Linked DNA regions of Hordeum vulgare: region 1 is linked to region 2. The links are chromatin contacts, called in public Hi-C maps. All regions are on one chromosome and are shown on one strand. The core of a region is the stretch at or near the end of the contact, and the rest is flanking DNA. Distances in the headings are between cores, read along the strand shown. Region 1 holds the start of LOC123408438 (probable glutathione S-transferase DHAR2, chloroplastic). Region 2 holds the start of LOC123406928.

Region 1 (6,215 bases), core at 269-2,768, 740 kb before region 2:
ACCACTCCAAGGGAAAACACTTGAAGATAGTTGATGGGCCAGGCCACAAACGAGCGTGCCTGAGAAGCACATTAGGACATGTATAATGGTTGGTAAGACAATTTTACCTTAAGATTTGCATGTAATTTAGAAATGACAATGAAAACATGTCTATGATGGGTTATTTCTTAGGATCCTCTACAATAACTAGATATTCCTAAAAACGTGGTAAGACATATTGTGCTAAGAGATGATCTCTTAAATAAGAGAAGGCAAGTTTGTTCTTACAAATTTTCTCTCTTCTTCACCTCAGCATTTATCCTACATGGTATTTCTAAAATAACATCATTGTACATGCCCTTACTAACAACGGGCAACACATATCATTTCTGACACGGAGTAACAATGACTGTCCCTCTGAAAAGATCACATCATTCGAAATGCCCATGATAAAACGCCGAATAGGCTAGGGCAGCAGCAAGGTGTGCTTACCTCACCAATAATAAAAAAAACGCACACAACATACACACAAAACGGGTGGAAAATTCACAAATACCTATTTGACGCATTGCATGACAAACAATCGGTGCTTCACAAAGGCGAACGACAGAGTGAGCGAGAAATGGGCTGACCAATTCAGCAGCCAGGTGCTATAAAAAATCTTGCTTTGAGAAACATTCGAGAGGGTCCCTGTCTGGGTTTTACATGTTTAGGAACCTTCTAGAAGGTTATGTTTCAATTTTATAATTTCACTTTTTCCATTTTTTATTAAAAAGATCATAATTTTCAAGAAAAAAATGGATTTCCTTTCCACAAAATGCTCCTTTTTAATAAGAAATTTGATATTTCTTTAAAATATTTATTTTTCTAAAGAGCTGTCTTGTTTTAAAAAACAGAGTATTTTTTAGCGAAATTTCAATTTATAAAATTGTTTATGTTTCAAAAAAATATTTCTGTTTCTGAAATAACTATTTTGGGCTTTTTAAAAAATGCTAGAGTTTTAATTAGTGTTCACTTTTTTCAGGAAGTGTTCTCATTAAAAGAATAGATATTCACTAAAGTGAACTGGCTCGCTACGGTGCACATGTTGGTCGCAAGTACTCCCAGTATTGGGGAGCTCTGACTTGTACTGCGCATATTGTCAGGAGAGTGCACAGCGGCCGCCCGAATAGTACAGCCCACTGGCGCTCGAGCGAAGCGAGCTTGCGTATGAATCGACCAAGCACCGGAGGGAATTAGGGAATTTGCTACAACAGTGAAAATTGTTCGTAATTTGAACTCACGACAAGAGAAAACCCGAATGAACAAAAAAAAATGCACATAACTCCGAAGTTATGACTATAGTTGCATATGGAGTGAGCTACTTATCACCACAAGAGAAGGTCGAAGTGACTTCTACAAGGGGTACGCTTGAACACTTAACGTGTGATTAAAAAAACAACCAAGAAGGCAAGAAGGCTTAAATGGTGACTGAGAAAGGCTTAAATGGACCCAAGAAGGCCTAATGGGCTCCAAATGCTTCACGCCTTGCACAGGAAACCCGCGACGAGAAGCCTCTGGACACGGAGACGCACCGGAATCCGAAGGAAGCGCACGTACCACGCTCGCCGAGATAAGCTTCCTGCCGCCTCCACCTTTCCACCCACAGCTCGCCGCCGCCTGACACCGGAGACCACCCTCGAAGACCTACTCATGGCTGTCCTGCTCCGCACCACCAGCTGCGCCGCCGCCACGACCGCCGGCTCCTCCTCGACCCTCCTCGCCACAACCTTCCGCCGCGACCGCCGCCTCCTCCCGTCCCGCGCTTCGCCGGCGCGCCGTGCCTTCACTACCCGCGCCTCGGCCGAACCGCTGGAGGTTTGCGCCAAGGCCTCCATCACCGTCCCCGACCGCCTCGGCGATTGTGAGCTCTCTCTCTATATATCTGAGCCCCCGCTTGCTCGATTTGTTTCTGTCATATGCATTGGAAATGCAAGGGACTGGGCGTATTAGTAATGTATAGGATTGTTTATGGCATATCCGTTATTTTTGCTCTGCCTTTGGTCTGGGCAGAAGTATACTTAGCTGTGCAAAAGAAGTGGGGAAAACTGCAGGTAAGAGCATCAGATATTTGATGGTTTGAAGCTTAGTGGCACATGGAGCAAAGGAGATATCAGAGTCAGCGAAGTGGTTTTAGTTTTTACAGCGCATAGTTGGGGCTGAACCAGATTTGACAAACGGCATTCGGGTTTGTGTGATTCTTTGAGTTATCATCTCTGTGTTCTGGGTGTCAAATACTTGTCCATAAGATATATATGTAAACATAATTGGTTACCCCAATGCACTATAGAAGATTGACTCGTCTTTTCTTGGTAATTCTTCATCTTCACGAGTTGTCTTGAATTTTTTGAGAATGTTGATGATGACTCTGGTACTATATTGCTAGTTTGACAGACTAAGAATTCCATTTAGTCCACCATTTCAGTTTTTCCTCAGTTTAAGAGTCTATTATGCAGAGTAATCTTAGCATTTTTTTTCAAATAATTTGTCTATGTCATTTAAGATGACCGGGCTTCATAATGGACTAGAGACCAATCAAACTCTGTTTACATCAATACGTAAATGCGCCGAGAACCGAAGATTGTGTGGGTTGTAAGAGATGCACATTTCACTTGATTAGAGTAATAAGAATACCACATTGTTTTTTTCTTGTCAGTAATCACTTTTTTAAATAGAAGTATTCATCCTGCAAGTTAGTGATGGCCATCTATATTGGTGTCTGAAATTTTACAAAAGGACAACAACATGTGGGCAGCAGTGTATTCCTAGAATCCAAGAGCATGAACTACCGTCTTCTGTGATATTGGGAGTGCAATGCCCCAACTGATAAATTTGACTGCATTGCATATTTATCACTTTGACAATCGATTGTTTAAACATTTTTATTCTGTGTTAAATTTACATGTTGGTTGCAGGTCCTTTCACGCAGAGAGTTTTGTTGACGATAGAGGAGAAAAACCTGCCTTATGAATTAAAACTAGTTGATCTTGCTAACAAACCAGATTGGTAAGCATCTGGATGAGAAAACTAACCTTTTGAAATTCATATTATTAGTGGCTGTTACTTTTGTTGATAGTTCCATTGTCATCATCTTTTTTTGGCACTTCATTAGGTTATTTACCATTAACCCAGAAGGTAAGGTGCCTATTGTCAAGCTCGAGGACAAATGGGTTGCTGATTCTGATGTTATAACACAAGTGTTAGAAGAAAAGTATCCTCAACCATCCTTGGCAACTCCACCAGAAAAGGCTTCAATGTAAGTGGTATTTCCGGTGCCTTTGTCAATAGTATTACATGAAATTAGAATTGTTACATGCACATCCCTTATATGATTATATCTCTATGTTGTCAACAATTGTAGCTTTAGCTTATGGCCCTTTTTTTGTTACTTTTGGTTATGGATTTTTTCCCCTTTACTATAAGGCATTTGGGTTGGTGTAATGCCTCGACCAAACCCACCGGTTCACCCATCGGTTCCTGGCCATTGCGCCTGGGATCTAGACTGGCCCCACACACCAACACTTTCTTGCGCGCTTTGTCCTCATTCGTGCGCACCCGGGATCAGCTTCCGGGTCGGGCACCCATCCTCAAATTGCTCCAAGCTGAGCACGCTTAAGTTTGAGGTTCCTTCTGCATGGGCTCCTGGAAAAGAAGGTGCACCTTGTTGATATGAGTAGTCTACCATTCCTCTTAAGCCAGGATGTCACAGTTGGTACTGCCATCCTAACAATTTGCACAATTTTTTTTCCAGAGGGTCAAAAATATTCTCCACATTCATTGGCTTTCTCAAGAGCAAAGATACCAATGATGGAACAGAGCAGACACTACTCAGTGAGCTGACTTCTTTTGATAGCTATCTAAAAGACAATGTAAGTGTGCTTGGTGGTAATATCAATGTCTCAGGAGATAGTATGACCAATATAAGTTTGACGAGAATAGTTACTTCTGCAATGTTGTAGCTCTATCTGCTTTCCATATCTGTACAGTGATATAAATAAAATGTGGAGTGTCACAGTTTTATCCATCTGTGTGCCTTACATGCCATCGGTTTTTGCAAACACAAAAACAAATGCAAAATAAGTACTTCCTACAATAGTTGGGAAAAAGTATGGAATATCAAAACGGGCTAGGGCTCATATGCTCCTAAGTGAACACTAAAATCGAAAGAAAAGTAAAAAAAAGGGGAAAATCCAGTTCTTTTTACAATCAACATGAATGTATCTTCTAACTACATGCAATATTTTGTGAAGAAAAGACATGTGTGGAGGTCTGGGCAAAATAAATTAAAAATCAGGAGCATATGATTTCAGATTGTTTTTTTTTTAACTATTTTTTCCTATTTGCTGTTCACACTGAGCATATGAGCCCCGAGCAAACGTCTCCCCTGGAAGAAGTAGAGCTGTATATTATTGCATTTATAGGACTGAATAGGGGAACTGTAAACTCACATTAGAATTGTACTTAGGTTTATACTCCCTCCGTCCTAAAATAAGTGTCTCAAGGTTAGTACAATTTTGTATTAGAGCTAGTACAAAGTTGAGACACTTATTTTGGGACGGAGGTAGTATATGATATGTGTAGTACGCACGAATGTGAATTAAACTTATTGAGCTAATTAAACAAAAAACAAACAAGGAATAAGTTGGTTCTTTGTTTCGCTTTGATACCTGCTTGCATACCTTTTTCTCTTTTGGTTTGTAGCTGAATCATGTAAAATGAGAGTACACAAGGTTTTACATCAACAGTGCGAGCGTGTACGAGTACTTCATGTTAGGCATTTTTTGTTACCACTAGCACGCTCCATCATCTTTGTGGCTCTAATGTGCCCATTACTTTTTTTTTTTTTTGCTTTCTTGTTAAAGATACCCCTCCGGCCTTAATTCTGTATATAACTAAGGTTATTTCTACCGTTTCTCCTCATTCTAGAAATTATTGCCAGCCTATACATTCATGAAGACATACTCGAGTTTGATATTCATAGTTCTTCAGATACCTTATGCTGACCTATTGCAGTAACGATATATAGTCATGGTAGTAGTTTTATAATCACTAATTTTGTTGTTGATATTTACTTGGCTTTGCCTGTATAAATTAAATTTACTAGATATTGATCTTGGATGCTGTTTAATGCAGGGTCCATTTATCAATGGTGGAACAATTTCTGCCGCTGATCTCTCTCTTGCTCCGAAATTATATCACATGGAGATTGCTCTAGGTCACTATAAGAATTGGTCTGTCCCAGATGCACTTGCACATGTGAAAACATACATGAAGGTATATATTTTTCTTCTTGTACAAGAAATTTACGTTTGTTCTTTTGGTAGTTGGTACTTAATGATATCAATGAGTGGAGTTCCATGCCATCTTTCCCCTAGTGTAACAATCAAAGCTATATGTGTCTAGGGTAGTTAACTAGTTATCAAAGGTGCAACCGTCTTGGTATGTTTTTATCTTGTACAAGAAATTCACATTTGCTTTTTTGGTTGAATGGATTTCCACGCTTTTCTTCACCTAGTGCAACTATCAAAGGTGCTACAGGCTTGTCTTTCTGTCTGTTGCGTAAGCAGAAAATACTAGTTCTTGAGTATTTTCATGGCATGTGTGCTCTGCCCTTCACTATTTAGTACGAATCATGACTAAGCAGATGGAAACTGAATGTACAAATGTTATTTAGATCATTCCGGCATTTATATGAACAATTGACCATGCCTAATTATGAGTTGAATATAATACAAGTGGCCTACTTATTTAGAAGTCATAATGGCCTATTTTTATGTTGACTACATGGTGCAAGTTACCCTCAGAGAAACTGGAATATTATTAGTACTTTGAACACAGATTATTATTATATTATGTGAATAGACTATAGATTGACGGAAAAAATACGCTCCCCTCGGTCGATCCCGCGGGCGACCAGGGAGCGAACCCTAGCCTGCCGCCAGCGCCTCTCACCGGCGTACCCTCCCCTTGCCGTCGCCGGACGAAGCCTGCGCAGCTCGGCGGCGGCGGGGCCCTCTCCCTCCTCCTGGTCGGGCGACGCGGGCCGTCACACCGGCGGGAGCTCGAGCTTGCGGTCGTTGGGGGCAGCGCAGCGAGGCGGTAGGACGACGATGCTCAGTGCGGGTGCTGGCACGGCCGGGGCAGCCGAGCACGTGGAGGCACGCGCAGGGCGGCGCGGCATGGCTGCGTCAGGGAGG
Region 2 (5,916 bases), core at 710-3,209:
AAAAAATTGTCTGCCAACCAACCACGAAGACAGCGAATACAGGAAACAGATGACTAAGAAAAACCAGAGATCAACATCAGCTGATAACAGAAACCAAAAAGGATGCATTGGTTTTTCCTGCCGTCCGCCAGCTGTCCATCTGTAACTATACCATTCTTTGTATAGCTCCAACAAATGCTTGCCAATGGTGGAAAAGGTGTGATTTTGGTCGTTTTACCCTTCAAAGACAGCTGTAAATTTTCCAGTGAAGCTGGCAGAAATCTGTCGAGCATTACTGCTTCAGTCCATCTATCGGGTGGAAGACAATCCAAAAAATAAACACATCCATCAAGCAAAGGAAAAAGAAGAAAGAAAGTTCCTGGACAGTTACTGCACAATGTGATGTTGGGCAATGTCATAACGGAGTGAGACTTCAGAGTCGGCGTGTCAGGTAGAATGGGATCCTCCCTTGTTTAGTTATGTCTTTAGTTTCCAGCCAAAGTTGGATGATTCATGTTTATTCAACAGAAAGATGCTATTGATACGTTCACCTTGAGCATCAAGAGGCACCGTCGCCAGGGCCTTGTGTATATCACACTATGGCAAATTTGTCCGAATTGGCAGTTAGATTTCCAAAGAGAAATCTGCTGTTTGTGCTAAAACCACTATTCTTTACAGCAGCAGTGTTGACGCTTTTTTTCTTCTTTTTTTCTTTTTGCTGTAACAAGTGTACAAAAATGTCCCATAGAGTAGGGTGCTAATTGACAATTTGGTGCAAAATGAACTGTATGCATTTACCCCTGAAGTTAGGTGTCAAGGAAGAGTGGAACAAGTTCCCACAATTCCATGTCTTCCATATATGCCCATATTTACCTTGTCTATAATACTCGTGCTCAGGTAGTTGAGTTGATCCTGGAGTCGTTGTCAGGTCATGCCATTATCATGATTTATGGTGGAAACCGTGAGAAAGAAAATGTCCCATTCGACATAGCAGATTGTTCTTTTTGATAAAAATACACTTCTACTCCCTCTGTTTCTAAATATAAGTCTTTAAAGAGGTTTCATTAATGGACTATATACGGATGCATATAGACATACTTTAGATTATAGATTCACTCATTTTGCTTTGTATGTAGACTTCTAGTGAAATATCTTAAAAGACCTATATTTAGGAAGGGAGACAGTATTAGTTTTCTAGCTGCATTGTAGTTAGAAATGTTTAAGCCCACCTAGGTAATAGCACGACATATAAAGGAAACGGTAAGTTATTGCCCTGATGTTCACTGCGGTGGCATGGCGAAATGAACGTTTTTCCTATGACAATTTATATTGTTGCAAGGATAACAATTTTAGTTGGCTTCCCCTTTGCCATGCAAATCGTTTACAATTGGCGTGGCCCAATGAACTTTGGCTGGCTAAGTCGGTCCTAAAGGGAAAAATAGTAAACATCATGCATAGATAGATAAGAAGATTACGTTTTGCGGAGAAGGTGGGGAGTAGACCATCAGCACTACAATCTCTTGGCGATGAATGACAGACAGCTGATCGTTTAGCATGGAGCATGCGATCGTCTGTTCGACTCTGATCAACTCCAAGAGTGTGCACGTTGGTACATTGGTCCTGTAAATGCTCACGTACCATTTCGGCGAGTCGTGTGTGACGGTAAACACACACGACAGTCACCTTATCCTTATTACCCGGTGCGCGGTCACATGATTTTGGGTGACGCGGTCACCCAGGCCAGGGCAGCCGAACGTGCCGTTTTCACCCGTCGCGACCGGCCAGATCCGGTCGCGACGGGAAACCACCCATCCACTCCCCCGGTGCCGCGCGTCCAGCGTGCCCTGTCGGCCGCGGCCGTCCTCCCGAGAACACCTCACCCGTCGTCCCGGTCACTCAGCCCCACCGCCCAGCCACTCACCACGTGCACCCCGCGACTCCCACAGATCTCGCGTCCACCCCCACACGTCGCCTACGCGCTAATAATCGATCGCACCGCAGCATAACCACGCGCGCCCTCTGGACTCCACACACCAGACACCACTCCTGCCTGCCGTCTCGCGCCCCTCTCCCGATCTCCCCGCCGATCCCACCACCAACGCAGCAGCCATGGCGACCGCCTACAACCTGAGGTCCCGCGACGAGCCGGACGACTTCGACGAGTTCGACTCCACGCCCTACGGCGGCGGCTACGACCTCTTCGTCACCTTCGGCCGCCCGCTCCCGCCCTCCGACGAGACCTGCTACCCCTGCTCCGCCCCCTCCACCTCCTACGACGCGCCCCACTACGCCGCCGAGGAGCCCTCCCCCTACGCCCACCACCAGAAGCCGCAGCCCGCCTACGGCTTCCGCCCCCAGAACGAGCAGCAGCAGCAGCAGCAGCAGCCCTCCTACGGCGACTCCGGCTACGGATCCAAGCCCAAGCCCCAGCCCGCGTACGGCTTCCGCCCCCAGGGGGAGGAGGAGCAGCAGCGCCCGTCCTACGGCGGCGGTGGGGAGGTCGACGACTCCGGCTACGGATCCAAGCCGCAGCCCGCCTACGGCTTCCGCCCCCAGCAGGAGGAGCAGCCGTCCTACGGCTCCGGCTACGGGTCCAAGCCCCAGCGCTCCGAGGAGGACACCTACGGATCCGGCTACGGCCGGAAGCCGCAGCAGGAGGAGGCCGCCTACGGGTCCGGGTACGGGAGGAAGCCGCAGGCCGAGGAGAGCTACGGATCTGGGTACGGGAACACGACGCAGCAGGAGGAGGGCTACGGCTCCGGCTACGGGTCCAAGCCGCAGGTGGAGCAGACCTACGGCGGGTCGGGGTATGGCGCTGGCTACGGAAGGAAGCCGCAGGTGGAGGAGAGCTATGGATCGGGCTACGGAAGCAGGCCTCAGGGGGGAGAGGAGTACGGTAGCGCTGGGTACGGCGGGAGGAAGACCGAGGAGGAGGGCTATGGTGGTTCTGGGTATGGATCTGGGAGGAAGGTGCAGGAGGAGGATGGAGGCGCCTATGGCTCTGGTGGGTACCAGAAGCCCAAGCCCTATGGAGAGGAGACCCAGGGTTCATACGGTGGTGGGTACGGCGGGGGGAACTATGGCCGCAAGAAGCAGGTGAGCTCCTGCCCGTTTCCCTTTACTGTTTTGAGCATATGTATATGATTTCGTTACAGTTAACTTGTTTAGTTTAGTGAATGGTCAAGGAAAGTTTACACGCTTATCATTTGTGAGTGTGGTTGCATTATGTCTTGCGGTACGAGGGTGGTGATGGAATGGATACAACCATTTTTTGCCATTCAACTATATGTTATAGCTGATAACAGTTCATAGAGTTAGCATGCCAATGCACAATTTAGAACTCGTGCTTTGTGCGTCGTCAAAATTGAGTTGGTGGTATAGTAGATTTAAACGCAGAAATGTGGAAGTGTTTATCTCGATACTATTTCAGATCGTCATGTTATCATAAACAGTTTTTTCCAGCCTCCATTGAATCGCTTAGTTCACTGTGAAACCTTTTTCTGTTTCCCATTACTCAATAGGACTGTTTACCTTTAAAAAGGGCAGCCCGGTGCATGTAGCTCCCGCTTGCGCAGGGTCCGACCACTTTAGGTCTATAGTACGCAGCCTTTCCCTACAAAATATATGGTGTTTCTACTAAAAAATGAGTTTGATGGTACTAATCAATTGTATGTAGTTTTTAAGTTTGAGCAACACTGAGCGACTAAATATATGGTGTTTCTTTTGATCACTTGACAGTGCTGAACTGCTGATTGACTCTATGTGGCACTTCTTTGCTGTGCAAATTCATCATTTGCTTAAATACTCTTAGGTTGTAGTTTAGCCTGGTATATGCCATAGTTTTCATAGAAGAATTTGTTTGTCAGAACAGTGTAGCTAAACAAATAATTGAAAATCACATTAATGGTTGTTTGTCTAGATTGAACACCCAACTTTAAGAATGCAGTCTTACGACCCATCTACAGCTGCTATATTGTAATGCAGTCTTACGACCCATCTACAGCTGCTATATTGTAATGCAGTCTTACGACCCATCTACAGCTGCTATATTGTACACTTGATAACCTGTCACCTGTTTACAATTTAAGCTAAATAAAGTGTGCGAAAACCCACACCAGCAGGATTATATTTCCTCTATACTCTTGTATCGTTTGCATTTTTTGCTTATACCACCTATTTGCTGTATATTTTTCCTTTTTTGGTCAGGCAAGAGTCATTCTAGTGCCCTTCTTGAAGCAAACAAATACTCCCTCCGTCCGGAAATACTTGTCATAAGAATTGAGATACATCTAATTTTACCTATTTGTGCGACAAGTAATTCCGGACGGAGGGAGTATTATTCTCCCTGTAGAAGTAATCTACAGTATCTGCCAAACTAGATCTTTCTCATCATGTTCAAATATTTCCTGCTGCTTCTTTACAGGATGACGACTCTGATGATGAGAAGAAGAACCGTTACGCGAAGCGCGATGAGTCTGATGATGAGAAGAAGGAACGTTACGAGAAGCACCACCACCACCGCCGTCACAACTACGACGACTAAGCATCCAGCATGGTCTTGACCTGCTGTCATCGCCCCCACATCTCGCTACTACACGAATAAAGATGGTCTTGTCTCCCTTGTTGGTGCTGGATCATTGCCCTCTTTTATGAACCTGTATGACTGCAACCTAAAGTGTGCTATGTGGGTGGCTTATATGTTTGAATTATCTCCGACGTTGTCTGTGTGCTTGTGGTGATGTGCTTTATGTACTTGGTGCGCTGTACACTTGTCAGATTACTGTGTTTGAAACTGGGTTCTGCTTCCTTATTTGATCTTTGCCGCTCTTTCTGGGGATGATTGGTTGTCGACTCCGTGCTGTTATCGTTGTGCTTGGCAACAGCTGGCAAGACATGCGCGTGAGGTTTAGGTTTCTCCTGGTGCACGCCGAACCATGTGGACATCCCAGTTGCTCATTTTTGTGAAGCTTGGCAGATTTTCCATACGCTTGTTTAAAAGTTCATAAATTCCACACTTTTTTTCCTTCTATGAATTTTACCATGAAGGTTCTTTTTTTTTAAAACTTACTACTCTCAAAGTTTCTAATAAGGTAATATTGACACATGATTTAATGTCATAACTACTAGTTTTCTTATCAGTGCTTTTGGAAGGTGAAACTACTACACACACGATGTTTGTAGGACGATGCTAGTACGATGATAAATCCATAGGGTCAGATCACAACCATCGCTGCTAGTACGATGATAAATCCATAGGGTCAGATCACAACCATCGTCCACATACTTATGTGCAGAGCAGTTCCGTTCTAAGCACCCCCCCTCACTTGTAACAGTCGTTCAGCATCGCTTCTATACCCTCGCTACTGATAAGCAGCGTTACACGATGTTAATGCTCATCACCGTGTTAAGGCGTGTAATTTATGCCATCATGCACCATGATCCAGACAGTAATTCTCCGTGATTAGTCAAAGAAGAAGAAATTATTTACTTCTGCTCATGGACAACAGGCAATTAAGACAAGTTTGCGCCTCAGCGAAGCACATTTCCAAATGTTGGTTCTTTTACATGGTGAGTACTTTCCAAGTCCGCATACAAAACATTCAGCAAGAGTGCAAGCACAACATAGATCATCACTCAAGTTACAATTCCAATGCAGAACACAATATGTGCCATCTATGGTCTTTGAGTTTGGCCAAGGACGCCTGGTCTACTCTTTCTTTGGCGGGAAATGGTTGCCGCCGGTAGCAATTTTGAATAGATAGAATGCCGACATCAGAGCACTGTGATGGTGAACAAACTAGCTGTGTCAGATATGCATATTGTGTTCACAACAACATAAATAAAATATATGAAAATCCTTCACATGGCGCTACCTGATGCACAATGTTGTAGTATAATCCAGTGGGGGTGCATGATAAGAAAAAAAAGGAAATGAGG

The links. Hi-C and Micro-C count contacts between places; a contact is called where the count stands out from the background.
Region 1: a contact with region 2 is called in a Hi-C map of leaf, with 2.7 times the contacts expected there. The contact joins the promoter of LOC123408438 here to the promoter of LOC123406928 in region 2. A contact is called at or near these places in 3 of 6 Hi-C or Micro-C datasets (leaf, seedling and an unstated tissue) and 1 of 1 datasets of contacts at active chromatin or transcription factors (embryo).

The regions. Positions count from the first base shown.
Region 1 is chr7H:95,940,945-95,947,159 of MorexV3_pseudomolecules_assembly, reverse strand. It overlaps LOC123408438 (probable glutathione S-transferase DHAR2, chloroplastic), which reads left to right and starts at 1,518. Exons shown (of 8, transcript XR_006612750.1): 1 at 1,518-1,882; 2 at 2,934-3,024; 3 at 3,131-3,274; 4 at 3,770-3,887; 5 at 5,152-5,292.
Region 2 is chr7H:95,204,771-95,210,686 of MorexV3_pseudomolecules_assembly, reverse strand. It overlaps LOC123406928, which reads left to right and starts at 1,959. Exons shown (of 2, transcript XM_045099943.1): 1 at 1,959-3,075; 2 at 4,403-4,789. The coding sequence starts at 2,089. The coding sequence ends at 4,522. LOC123406926 (probable serine/threonine-protein kinase SIS8) reads left to right here. Exons shown (of 13, transcript XM_045099942.1): 13 at 1-784. The coding sequence ends at 57. LOC123406929 (protein FATTY ACID EXPORT 5-like) reads right to left here. Exons shown (of 3, transcript XM_045099944.1): 3 at 5,491-5,759. The coding sequence ends at 5,687.